Linked DNA regions of Mus musculus: region 1 is linked to region 2. The links are chromatin contacts, called in public ChIA-PET maps. All regions are on one chromosome and are shown on one strand. The core of a region is the stretch at or near the end of the contact, and the rest is flanking DNA. Distances in the headings are between cores, read along the strand shown. Region 1 overlaps Mapk14 (mitogen-activated protein kinase 14). Region 2 holds the start of Srpk1 (serine/arginine-rich protein specific kinase 1).

Region 1 (5,819 bases), core at 474-2,973, 110 kb before region 2:
TGCCTCTGCCTCCCAAGTGCTGGGATTAAAGGCGTACGCCACCATGCCTGGCTTGCTTTCTTATCTTAAAGGAGTAAAGGAAATAAAATAAAATAGGCCCATTCAAAAGCTCCAGGGTCCTTTATGTATAGCTACACTGCAGATTCGGGGTCCTGATTTTGTCAGGGGAGGTGACTCGTGTGTTGCTGGTTGCCTACAGCTACTTAACTTCCTTCTTAGCTGAGCAGAAGGCTCTTCTATTGGAAGTGGTAGGAGGGGAACCTAGGCGTGCACAGCTGGGGCTTAGCTCCTCCATTTATTTCCCTAAGCGGAAATGAGAGGAAGGAGGGGCTTTCCTAGCTTCCTCAAAGTTTCTGGCCCCAGAAAGTGACAACAGCTTAAAAAACAAAAACAAAAACAAAAAAAAAATCCTCCAACAACAACAAAAACAACAACAACAAGGCTGGGCAATGGTGGCACAAGCCTTCAATCCCAGCACTTGGGAGGCAGAGGCAGGGGGATTTCTGAGTTCGAGGCCAGCCTGGTCTACAAAGTGAGTTCCAGGACAACCAGGGCTACATAGAGAAACCCTGTCTCAAAAAAACAAAAAAAAAAAACAAAAAAAACAAAAAAAAACCAAAAAACAAAAACAACAACAACAAAAAACAAAAAACCAACAACAACAACAAAAAACCAACCAACCATGGCTAAAGTAAAACAGAGTCACCTTCTTATGGCCTCCATGGAGAAAGCACAAGTTCCAAGTGGCCCCTCATGCTATTCACTGTATTGACCAAGGTTCCTGGAGGAGTTCAGAGCCATCTGCAGACTGTCATGAGGGGAGGAAGCTGTTCTGTGTGGTCTGAGGGTGGGAGAGGAGCCCATGGAAAGACCCCGCCCAGGAGGAGCCCCTCTAGGGACAAGGCACACATCACCCACCACTGAGAGGGAAGGTCAGACTAGCACACAGTGTCAGAGATTAGGATGCTCAGCAGAAAGTGAGAGGGCTCTTAAGCACGTGGGCAACTTCAGAGAGAAGTCAGGGCTCAGGAGGACACACACACAAATTTCCCATTAATCTCTTGGAATGAACTGGAATCTCAACTCTCAGTTTTATTAGCATACAATTGCCCCAAAGGGGTTCCCATGATCTTAAGTCCACACCCAGATAAGGATAGTTTAGAATAAAACACACTCATGCATGCAAGCGGGCTCATGCAGGCTCACATGTGTGCACACATCACACACAGCACACGTCACACATGCATTCCAAAGTCAGAGTGCAGAGTGACGGAAGGCAAGTGGCAGAGGCCCCCGAGGGTAGTAATTCAATCAAAGCGTCAACTCACAGACTCTGAGGAGATTTTCTTCAGAAGCTCAGCCCCTGGGGTTCCAACGAGTCTTAAAATGAGCTTCAACTGATCAATATCTAACGGTGGACTATAAAGGAAAATGTCGGGACAAAATAAAAGTGAAAAGCAAAACAAAACAATAATGAGCAAAATAAAACACAACAAACAAAAAAAATCTCAATAATGGAAATGAGTCCCCCCCTCCCCCAAACAAGGCCAACATGGTGGAAGATTCTGGGTGGAAGGCTTCTGTAGGGTGGCCACTTTCAGCATGACTTGCTCCTCCTGTAGAAAGGTTCAAAAAACCGCCACACACACACACATTTGTCACCACCATGCAGCAGGAAGTAAAGTCACTGTGGTTGGGTCTTAGACAAGAGGCCACGCCACTCAGTCCATGAGCCCAGCCTCCACCTCCACCTCCCCTTCCACCAAGGCACTAGGAGGTAGCTAAGCAGAGTGTGCTGGCAAGCAGAGGCGGAGCACACTCTATGCATCTATTTGTGACTATCCCCCTAAGGCCTGACCTAAGGAACTTGTAATCTGACAGTTGGGAGGCCTGCTCTCCTCCCAGACACCATTCGTTCACTTGAGTGTGCCCTCTGGAGACCTTCCCCTCTCCCCTCTAGGAGACAGAACATGTGAGGGACAGCCAGCTGGCAGAGGGTGCTACCCCACTATGGGAGACACCAGGCTGCAACCATAACGGATGTAAAGTAACCAAAGTCTACTCACTAAAGACTTGAAAAGCAGAAAGGCAAAGGGCCCGGAATAGTCATTCTGCCATCCAAAACCTCAGAACAAATGAGCATGTGTTCACCGGAGGATCAGAGGCCATTTACTCTCACTGCCTTCAGTCAGCCCCTTTTGAGCATCTGAACAGCTGCTCCATACCTCAGCTGATGGTGAGATAGGGAGACTGTGTGAGCCCGTCAGGTTCTGCAGGATCATTAGCCGTCCTTCCTGTGTCACCTAAAATCCCCCAGCAGCCTCTTAACTCAGAGTCCTTGTGCCTCATCTATCCAAGTGCTGGGACTACAATGTATGGCTGAACCCCATCCCTTATTTTAGATTATCTGATACATAAAAGGCACATACAATATTTAAAGAACAGATAGAGAAGATTTAGCTTGCATATAGAGAGGCAAAATAAGCATGAGTCAGTCAAGAGAACAGTGTCTGCAAGCCACAGTTGCCTAGTCACAGGAACTGCTTATGCAACAAGATGGCCATTTTGCCTCTGAACATTTTTTTTTTTTGCTAAAACAGAAGAAAATTCTAGAAAGGTGACAGGAAGATACAGCCTGGTGCCTGTCTTATACATGGAGTTTTCCTGGAATGCAACAAGGCCGTGCATTCGTGTATTTACACACCAGTTTTCACAGGCCTGCAACAGTCAATAATTTTTAAGATAAGATGAGCCAGTGCCCAAAAATGGCATCCTACAGAAAACCGAGTTAACCCAGAAGGAAGTCCACTCACACAAGATATTTCTGAAGTTAGAATGGTAAAAGAAAAAACAAAACAAAACAAAACCCCTGCTACTGAAAATGGAAAAGAGGAGATGCTCCAGGTGCGGACAGTGGGTGGACTGAGACTGGCACTGACTCACTCAGGCCGTAACACTGCCGACATGCTAATGGTGACAGTTGAGCATCTTCCTTGCAGACAGGAAGAAGCTACTCAGTTTATATAAATCTAGCTCCATTCACATTTCTACTCCCCAGGAATATCTGATTAGCCACTTCAAGAGGATGTATGTTAATAGAAAAAAATTAGACTCTTCCAGCCCTCCAAGAGGTGATTTTACCATGTACGACTCCAAAGTAGTTTATTAACCAGCTGGACTTTCTTTCTTTCTTTCTTTTTTTTTTTTGTTTGTTTGTTTTCGAGACAGGGTTTCTCTGTGTAGCCCTGGCTGTCCTGGCACTCACTCTGTAGACCAGGCTGGCCTTGAACTCAGAAATCCACCTGCCTCTGCCTCCGGAGTGCTGGGATTAAAGGTGTGCGCCACCACGCCCGGCCCAGCTGGACTTTCTAAAGAGGCAAGTTTCATATTCCCTTTGGGAAAAGTGAAGTCTGGGTTGTTTCCTAACTGACTTAGCTTCACCTCCAAGCTGCCTGAAGAACATGCATCTATCAGCAGGCAGGGCTCATCCATACCTTTCTCCCTTGTCTGCAGGGGTGAGCATTCTCAGACTAAATCACAACCAGCTCCTCACCCTCACATCCACGCCTTTCTGACACCTGTCACTCAACTTTTATCTGCTTGCCTCAAACTACTATTCTTGAATAGGCTCAAAGCTTCAACTCAAGGCAAAGGTCTCAGGCACTTCTATGCCTCTTTATGCAGTTGTAAGGGAAGCCTCCACTCTTCCTGTATTAAGCCTTTTCCTTTCCCACTGTCCCTTCCAAGGGCTGTTCTAACAAGAAGTCTTTCTGGACAAGCTTTTTTGAGATGGCCTCAAACTTACTATGTGGCTGAGGTGACCTGGACTCCTGAGTCTCCGTCTCCTCTCCATAATGACCTGGGGTTTTACTCCATGTTGGACTTCTCTCTGAAGTAACTTACCTGCACCTCTCACTCCTCATTCCATTCTGCTTTTCCACCGGAGGAAGACTTCTGTCCCAGTCACCCCACCACTCTGGTTGGTTCAGACTGACTACCCTGGTTTTGAGGGTGGCAGCAGCATCTCTCCAGCCTTGCCCAGTGCAGCCAGCCTGGCAAACACCGACTGATCCAAACACTTGACTCACTGTTCTGACCTATCCTCAAAACCCAGAAAAACATTCTATGCAGTTTATTTAAAAAAAAAAAAAAGTAGTAAAAAGGATGAATGAACATCGTGCACAGCGAGGAGGGCTGTGGCTGGAGCTGCTACAGCAAACCTGGGAATTGGAAGGTAATAAACACATTATGGAAGAAAACCCTCCTTAGGAGCTAAGGCAAAGCTGCCACCCAGCTATGTGACAGTGCACAGCAAGACTTAGTACAGCCTGCTATTTCCACAGTGAGCTATCCTTCACAACTGGGATAGCTTTTCCTTCCCCACAAAGAAGTAAGTTTATCATCAGTTTAAAATGTATTTCAAGGGGGCTGGTGAGATGGCTCAGTGGGTAAGAGCACCTGACTGCTCTTCCGAAGGTCCAGAGTTCAAATCCCAGCAACGACATGGTGGCTCACAGCCATCTGCAACAAGATCTGACTCCCTCTTCTAGAGTGTCTGAAGACAGCTACAGTGTATATATTAATAAATAAATCTTAAAAAAAATGTATTTCAAGTAAGATGATAATACCAAATTTTTTTTTTTTTTTTTTTTTTTTTTTTTTTTTTTTTAAAGATTTATTTATTTATTATTATATGTAAGTACACTGTAGCTGTCTTCAGACACACCAGAAGAGGGCATCAGATCTTGTTACGGATGGTTGTGAGCCACCATGTGGTTGCTGGGATTTGAACTCCGGACCTTTGGAAGAGCAGTCGGGTGCTCTTACCCACTGAGCCATCTCACCAGCCCCGATAATACCAAATTTTAATTCAGAAATTATCTGAGCCATCTTTCCAACCCTAAGGCACTGGCTTTAGTATCAGCAGTGCAACTTCTTTTCTCTTCTTTTTTTTTCCCTTTCTTTCTTTCTGGTTTTCGAGACAGGGTTTCTCTGTGTAGCCCAGGCTGTCCTGGAACTCAGAAATCCGCCTGCCTCTGCCTCCCGAGTGCTGGGATTAAAGGCGTGCGCCACCACGCCCGGTCCAACTTCTTTTCAAAACTGAGACCAACTTCTAGAGATGCAGCTCAATGGTACAGTATCTGCCTGGCATACATAAGCCCTCCCTGAGTTTAAGGAAAGAAAAAACTAAAAATGAGGAAAAGACCGGAAACTTAACAATGGAGAGCAATGGGTAGCTAGATATGCTGTGCACTCCAGTGCGTTTGCTCAACCACCCACATTTTACTTCACCCTCTGGGCAGAGCAGACACAGGGTTCACTAGAGCACGGTACTGTCTATCTGTGATGTTCCGTAGCATGTTTGAAGAAGGACGAACTGCTCTGAGACTGTTCTAATATACCCAGGACAGTACGCAGATCAGTGCAGCAGCAGCAGTGTAATCCAGAAGCCCTCCACCCTCTGTTCACATCTGTAAAAAATCATTTATTTTTATGTGTACGAGCGTTTTGCCTGTGTGCTTATCTGTACTATGTGCGTGCCTGGTGCCCACAGAGACCAAAAGAAGACACTGGGTCCCCGAGACTGGAGTTACAGATGAACTATCTTGCAGGTGCTAGAATCTGAACACCAGCCTGGAGACTGGAAGAGCAGCTATGCTCTTTAACTGCTGAGTTGCCTCTCCTGACCATAGGTCACGTCTTAGGAGTACCACATCCACTACAATGGGGGAAAGGTCTTTTATGCGTGAAGGAAATTTATACTTGATTACACAGGAAAATAACAAGTCAAGTCTGCGATCTCTGGTATGAAAATGTAT
Region 2 (5,755 bases), core at 94-2,593:
CTATAAATCTCCACAGCAGTACCCACAGTCTATGTTTTGGAAGAAATACTGGGGTCTAGAGAGCCTCATGTTCCTCCCCCATCTCTCTCATAAATGCCTGCTGATTCTACTTTACTATAGGAGTTTTGATGCCTGAATCATTGGGTTGGGACAGCAAGATTCTGAGCACACAATCCTTTCCACGTTCTCATCTTTCTGTAATGGGGATAATAACTACCTTGGCCTGAAGTTGACATCAGCATCTAATAAGATCATGCACTTGACAGTATGGAAACACCCGGTAAGTCCTACGATGAAGAGAGTTCTTCAAGGAGAAAACAGAATTCCCATTCACACCCTTCCTTTAAGGCTTTCAACTTGCAGCTAGAAAATTCCCTTTAGAAGTGTTTGCTTTTACTTAAAATAATTGTTTAGCTTACTTATGGGTGAGGGGTTGTTGCATGTGCCATGGGTCCTGTGTGCAAGTCAGAGAGAGACCTGTGGGAATTGGCCCTATTTGGATTTGAATTCAGGTCCTTAAGGCACCTTTACTTGCTGAGCTGTCTTCTGGTCCAGTTCTTTTCTTTTTTTCTTTTTTCTTTTTTGGTTTTTCGAGACAGGGTGTCTCTGTGTAGCCCTGGCTGTCTTGGAACTCACTCTGTAGACCAGGCTGGCCTCGAACTCAGAAATCTGCCTGCCTCTGCTTTCCAAGTGCTGGGATTAAAGGCGTGCACCACCACTGCCCAGCTTCTGATCCAGTTCTTTTTTTTTTTTTTAATATTTTTTTATTACGTATTTTCCTCAGTTACATTTCCAATGCTATCCCAAAAGTCCCCCATACCGCCCCCCCATCCAGTTCTTATTGATTTATTTTGGGTCAGGATCTCATTATATATGCCTTGCTGGCCTGGAACTCATAAAGATACACCTGCTTCTGGAGTGCTGGGATTAAAGGCATGGGCTGCTGGCCCAAGGTTTTATCTTTAGAAGAGGACAGAGGCACACGTTCCCTCCTTCCAGCCTTTGTTCTGTGTGTATCCACATACAATTTAATTTCCCATTTTCTTTAATGTCTTAATTGGCCCTTACAACAGCTCAGACAGGAACTGGGATATGTTTGGGTTAAGCAGTTTTGCAGGCCGGGGAAACTGAGGCAAATCCCGACTGACTGCGGAGCCCTGCCTTTCCTCAGGAGGTAAGAACTTCAAGCCGCGCGCTTTATGGCGGGACACTAAAACCAGCTTCCCATTCAGGATCCCTCGGTCCCTTGCCCTCCACTCTCGTACACCCCGGAGCAGGTGGTAGGCTCTGTGTTCACCACGCAGGCGCGCGACGCCGTGTGGGGCGTGGTCGGGCGGGCCCGGAGGCGGGGCCGGCGCGCGCCGGGAGGAAGAGCTGGGATTTGGGCCGCGGCGGGAGCCCGAGTCGGCGTCACTCGAGTGCGCAGGCGCCTGGCGGTTACCGGTCTCGCCATGGAGCGGAAAGGTGAGCGGCGGAGCGGCCTCCGCCACGAGGAGCCACGGCGGTCCCCGACTGGGCGCCAGGCGCCTCTCTGGCCACTGTCGCGGCCCCCTGAAGCGGCGTCACTCTTGCCTCTCGCCCCTCGGCTGCGGCGTCCTCCGGCGCCCGCCGTCCCCGCCCCTCGCTCCGCAGCCCCCAGGCCGGGGCGGCGAGGCCTCATGGCCGGCCCGAGCCTCTTTGGGCGCGCCGGGCCTGGCAGCCGCTGTGCACCCCGAGCAGCCCGCCCCGCGCTCGGCCCGCAGCCTCAGGCCCGGTCGCCCTGCGTGCTCGCGCCGCTCCCCGCCTCCCACTTACATCGGCCCTTCATCCATCCCTCTCTCCCGCAGTGCTCGCGCTCCAGGCCCGAAAGAAAAGGACCAAGGCCAAGAAGGACAAAGCCCAAAGGAAGTGAGTCTTGTACCCCAACATCCCGCCCTTTGCGTTTCCTCGGGGACCTCCTCCCCCTACCGGGTTGTGCGCTTCGGGCGGTTCCCCCCCAACCCCTCCCCGCCACATGGTTACTGGGCCGCTGTGTGATTCGCCCTCCGGGAATCATGTGGAAGGTAGCTGGGTCTCCAGGCTCGGGTCTGCTGGAAAGACCCGGAGCCTGCCCGGCACCACTCGCCAACTCCATCGAGGAGGCCCAGGTGTGGCCCGGCAGCCGGAGCTGGCAATCATTACCTGCCTGTCTGTGAACTCTGCTCTTCCTTCCGTGCTCCGCAGCGTCTTAACTTGCCTCCTACGTCTGTCCGCACGCTACGCCATCGGGAAATTGTTGAATGAATTTTCCCTGTTTACCCTTGGCCCTGCCAACCACACGCTCGCTTGGGTAGAGGAGGACGGCCGGGAGTCTTCCTCGCGCCTGATTACTCTGCTTCCTAAGTCTGGGAGACTCTGTGGCGTTGCTGTCCACTCGGTGTGCCGGCTAAGTTATGCATTACCGGCGGGCCGTACTATCAGGTCCTCAGAGCAGTAACGTCGGAGTAATGTCCAGAGTCAAATTGCTGGTGCCGGTTGGGTGATTCCGGCTTGGTGGGCCTAGTGCTACACTTGCCCGATTTGATGTGTAATAGTGGTTTAGTGGTGTTGGGGGTGTGTGTGCACAAAAGAGGGCACAGTCTGATAGAAACGCTGGGTGGAGGCTTATTCAAGTGAGCTTAGCTGCTACCATTCCCACCAACGTCTTTGTTTTTTGAGATAGCCTTGGCTGACCTGGAACTCCCTATGTAGACCAGGTTGGCCTTGAATTTATCCTCTTGTTTTTGGCTCTGAGAATCCTGGGATTAAGGGGCATGTGCCACCACTGCAGGCTCACTGCCATTGTGAGCTTAGAAGTTAGCTTTACGAAGGATCTTGTACTAACATTTAGTTGCAGAGGTTCCTCCGGGTGGACTTAGAGAGTTCTCTGCTTAGCACTCTGTTTCAGAGGAACTGTTTTCTGTGTTTTCCCATTTATTTGGTGTTTTGTATTATCAAGCTGGGTCTGCACTGCTCTGCCACACATTAGAAGTCTTCCTAGGTCACCCTGCTGCGCGACTGTACCGGGGTGGAGTGGGTGGTGTTGCTTAGGAGACTCCCTGAAGTTTTTTGGGGGAGGCCGTGCAGTGACTTCTTTGATAAAGTGCCGACTTCTCCTCTTCTCCATTTTCTAGTGTGTGTGAGTGAGCGCTGAGGTGTGGGCAGGTGTGAGAGTGCGCAGGTTCCTGGGATGGTTATCCATTTAGGGATGTCTAGAACTCGGTTTGAATCCTCTGTTGAATGGTTGATAGAAACGGCAGAGCTGTCCTAGCAGCAGCTGGGATTTCAGCACTCCGTGGGGAAGCCATATGAGTGTTTTACATTTTCTGATGGAAGGAGGAAATGGTTTTATTAATAACACTTAAAAGGGTTTTTTTCCCCTCTTATTTTAATTTTGGTTTTTCTCCATGTAGCCCTGGCTCTCCTGGAACGCCCTCTGTGGACTAGAGATCTGCCTGCCTCTGTCTCTGGAGTGCTGGGATTGAAGGCCTGCACCGTCACACTTGGTTAAAAGGGTTTTGATAAGAGTCTCACTATGTAGCCTACGCTGGTCTTGAGCTTGGGGTGATCTTCCTGCCTCAGCCTCCACAGTGACACGATTACTGGTCTTGTGCTATCACGCTCAGCTGGCTAATCACCTGTATTTTGGTCTGTCTGATGTAAGACATGGAATCTTATTTAGATATTAGGGTGAATCGGACTGTTGTGTGGCAGGTGAATATGTGTAGATGTCACATACTTAGCAGATATTCAATGCTTCATATGGTCTAGGGTGAACATACACTGTGCATGTGAATGTATATGTCAGAGATCAACATTTAGAAGTTAGCTCTGTCCTTCCCCGTGTAGGTTCCAGGCATTGAACTTGGTGCCTCAAGCCTGGTAGCAAGAGCCCAGACCTACCGAGCCATCTCACCTGCCTGCATATACTTGTTTTAAAAGCAGACAAACGTCCTTAGTGTTAGGTACTCTTCTGCTCACTACTGCAGGTAGCTTAGAGTTGTCTGTGTTCTTAGTTATTTCTGTTCTTACCCTTATTTTACTGAATATAATTTTACTTCCCCCTCGTTTCTCCAACCGCTTTTCAAGTAGTTGAATTTTCTGATTAATTAATTTGTTAAGAGTTTTGTGCCAGAAGCCGGGCAGTGGTGGCACACACCTTTAATCCCAGCCCTTGAGAGGCAGAGGCAGGTGGATTTTTGAGTTTGAGGCCAACCTGGTTGTACTGGCTAGTTTTGTGTCAACTTGACACCGCTGGAGTTATCACAGAGAAAGGAGCATCAGTTGGGGAAATGCCTCCAAGAGATCCAGCTGGAAGGCATTTTCTCAATTAGTGATCAAGGGGGAAAGGCCCCTTGTGGGTGGGACCATCTCTGGGCTGGTAGTATTGGTTCTAAAGAAAGCAAGCTGAGCAAGCCAGGGGAAGCAAGCCAGTAAAGAACATCCCTCCATGGTCTCTGCATCAGCTCCTGCTTCCTGACCTGCCTGAGTTCCAGTCCTGACTTCCTTTGGTGATGAACAGCAATGTGGAGTTGTAAGCTGAATAAACCCTTTCCTCCCCAACTGCTTCTTAGTCACAATGTTTGTGCAGGAATAGAAACCCTGACTAAGACACTGGTCTACAGAGTGAGTTCCTGGACAGCAAAGGCTACACAGAGAAACCCTTTTAAAAAAACCAAACAAAAAAGAAAAATTGTGTCAGAAGCCCCATCTTGACTCTGTTCCTGACTGCATTCCTGACAACTTATTTGCTATTTTTCTGACAAAGGTGTAGGTTCCCATGCGGTTGTTAGGAAGGCCTTCCATAGTGTGGTCTTGTGAGTAAGGCAGGTCTGACTTTGAGTTCTGATTGTAGGCTGACTTGGACTTCATATCTATGTTGAGTCACTCAGCCACAATGACAGGTAGTCAGGACTGAGCAGTACAAGAAAGTGTTGACTGGTACAGGCATAGAGTCTTCTCAAGGGCTCCACTATAATATAGCCATGTGTATTATAAAGGGGTGGGTTGTCTCAATGCTGTGGATTGCCTGTAAAACCAGAACCTAGGCACTTGGAGCAGTGTGCCATAGTCCTAGAGCTGGCTTCTAGGGCTCCTGCCTCCACAACACAGTCCCTTTGGGTCTTTGTGCTGTGAGGTTAAGGGAAGTGACCTTGCCTAACTTGAACAATTTCTTCTCCACCCTACTGTTTTAGATCCTTCTGTCCTTTCTGTTTTTGTTTTCTGTTTGTTTATTTGTTTGTTTTGGGTAAGGGTGGTCAGGTTCTCTTATAGGCCTGGCTGTCCTGGAATTTACTGTGTAAATTAGGCTTTCCTTGACCTCAGGCCTGCTTCTGTGCTGGGACTGAAGGTGTGTACCACCATATCCTAATAGAAAATAGACATTTTCTATTTATTCTGATGTTAACTAGTTGTATAGTGATCAGTTTTGCTTTGGGTGATTAAGAGGTCTGTGAAGCTAGGACTGGGACCTGGGTTGGGCGTGCTGTCCTGTGCTCTGTGGCCACATGGCTAGATGGTGCGTCCTGTTGTGTTGGGACAGATAAGCTAGAGCCTGAGGGGAGGGGCTTCTTCGAGGTCCACCTGTGACGCACCTCGCCTGTGAGCATTCTGATCCCAGTGTGTGCAGCAGGGCCTGCCGCCTTCCTGTCTGCCCTAAGCTTCTAGACTCCAGCAGCTCATGACTTTTAGATGGTATGGAGTCCAGCATCGAACACTCATGTCAATAGTTAGCTTGGAGGTTAGCTGGGACTGCAGT

The links. ChIA-PET counts read pairs in DNA pulled down with a chosen protein or histone mark.
Region 1: a contact with region 2 is called in an RNA polymerase II ChIA-PET map of memory CD8 T cells, with 138 read pairs. The contact joins the enhancer-like site here to the promoter of Srpk1 in region 2. A contact is called at or near these places in 2 of 484 Hi-C or Micro-C datasets (embryonic fibroblasts and nephron progenitors), 2 of 115 datasets of contacts at active chromatin or transcription factors (effector CD8 T cells and memory CD8 T cells) and 4 of 9 other capture datasets (adipose tissue, embryonic stem cells, liver and 1 more).

Annotation. Positions count from the first base shown.
Region 1 is chr17:28,732,600-28,738,418 of GRCm38.p6, reverse strand. It overlaps Mapk14 (mitogen-activated protein kinase 14), which reads right to left. Exons shown (of 12, transcript NM_011951.3): 9 at 1,329-1,408. Among named protein-coding and RNA genes, the nearest start is that of Mapk13, 34 kb to the left of the region's middle. Within about 2 kb of position 1,723, at least 83 of the 459 cell types and tissues checked have an H3K27ac peak or open chromatin away from gene starts, as enhancers often do. A contact at or near this core is called in memory CD8 T cells, where this site is marked.
Region 2 is chr17:28,618,109-28,623,863 of GRCm38.p6, reverse strand. Srpk1 (serine/arginine-rich protein specific kinase 1) reads left to right here and starts at 1,343. Exons shown (of 16, transcript NM_016795.4): 1 at 1,343-1,464; 2 at 1,827-1,887. The coding sequence starts at 1,452.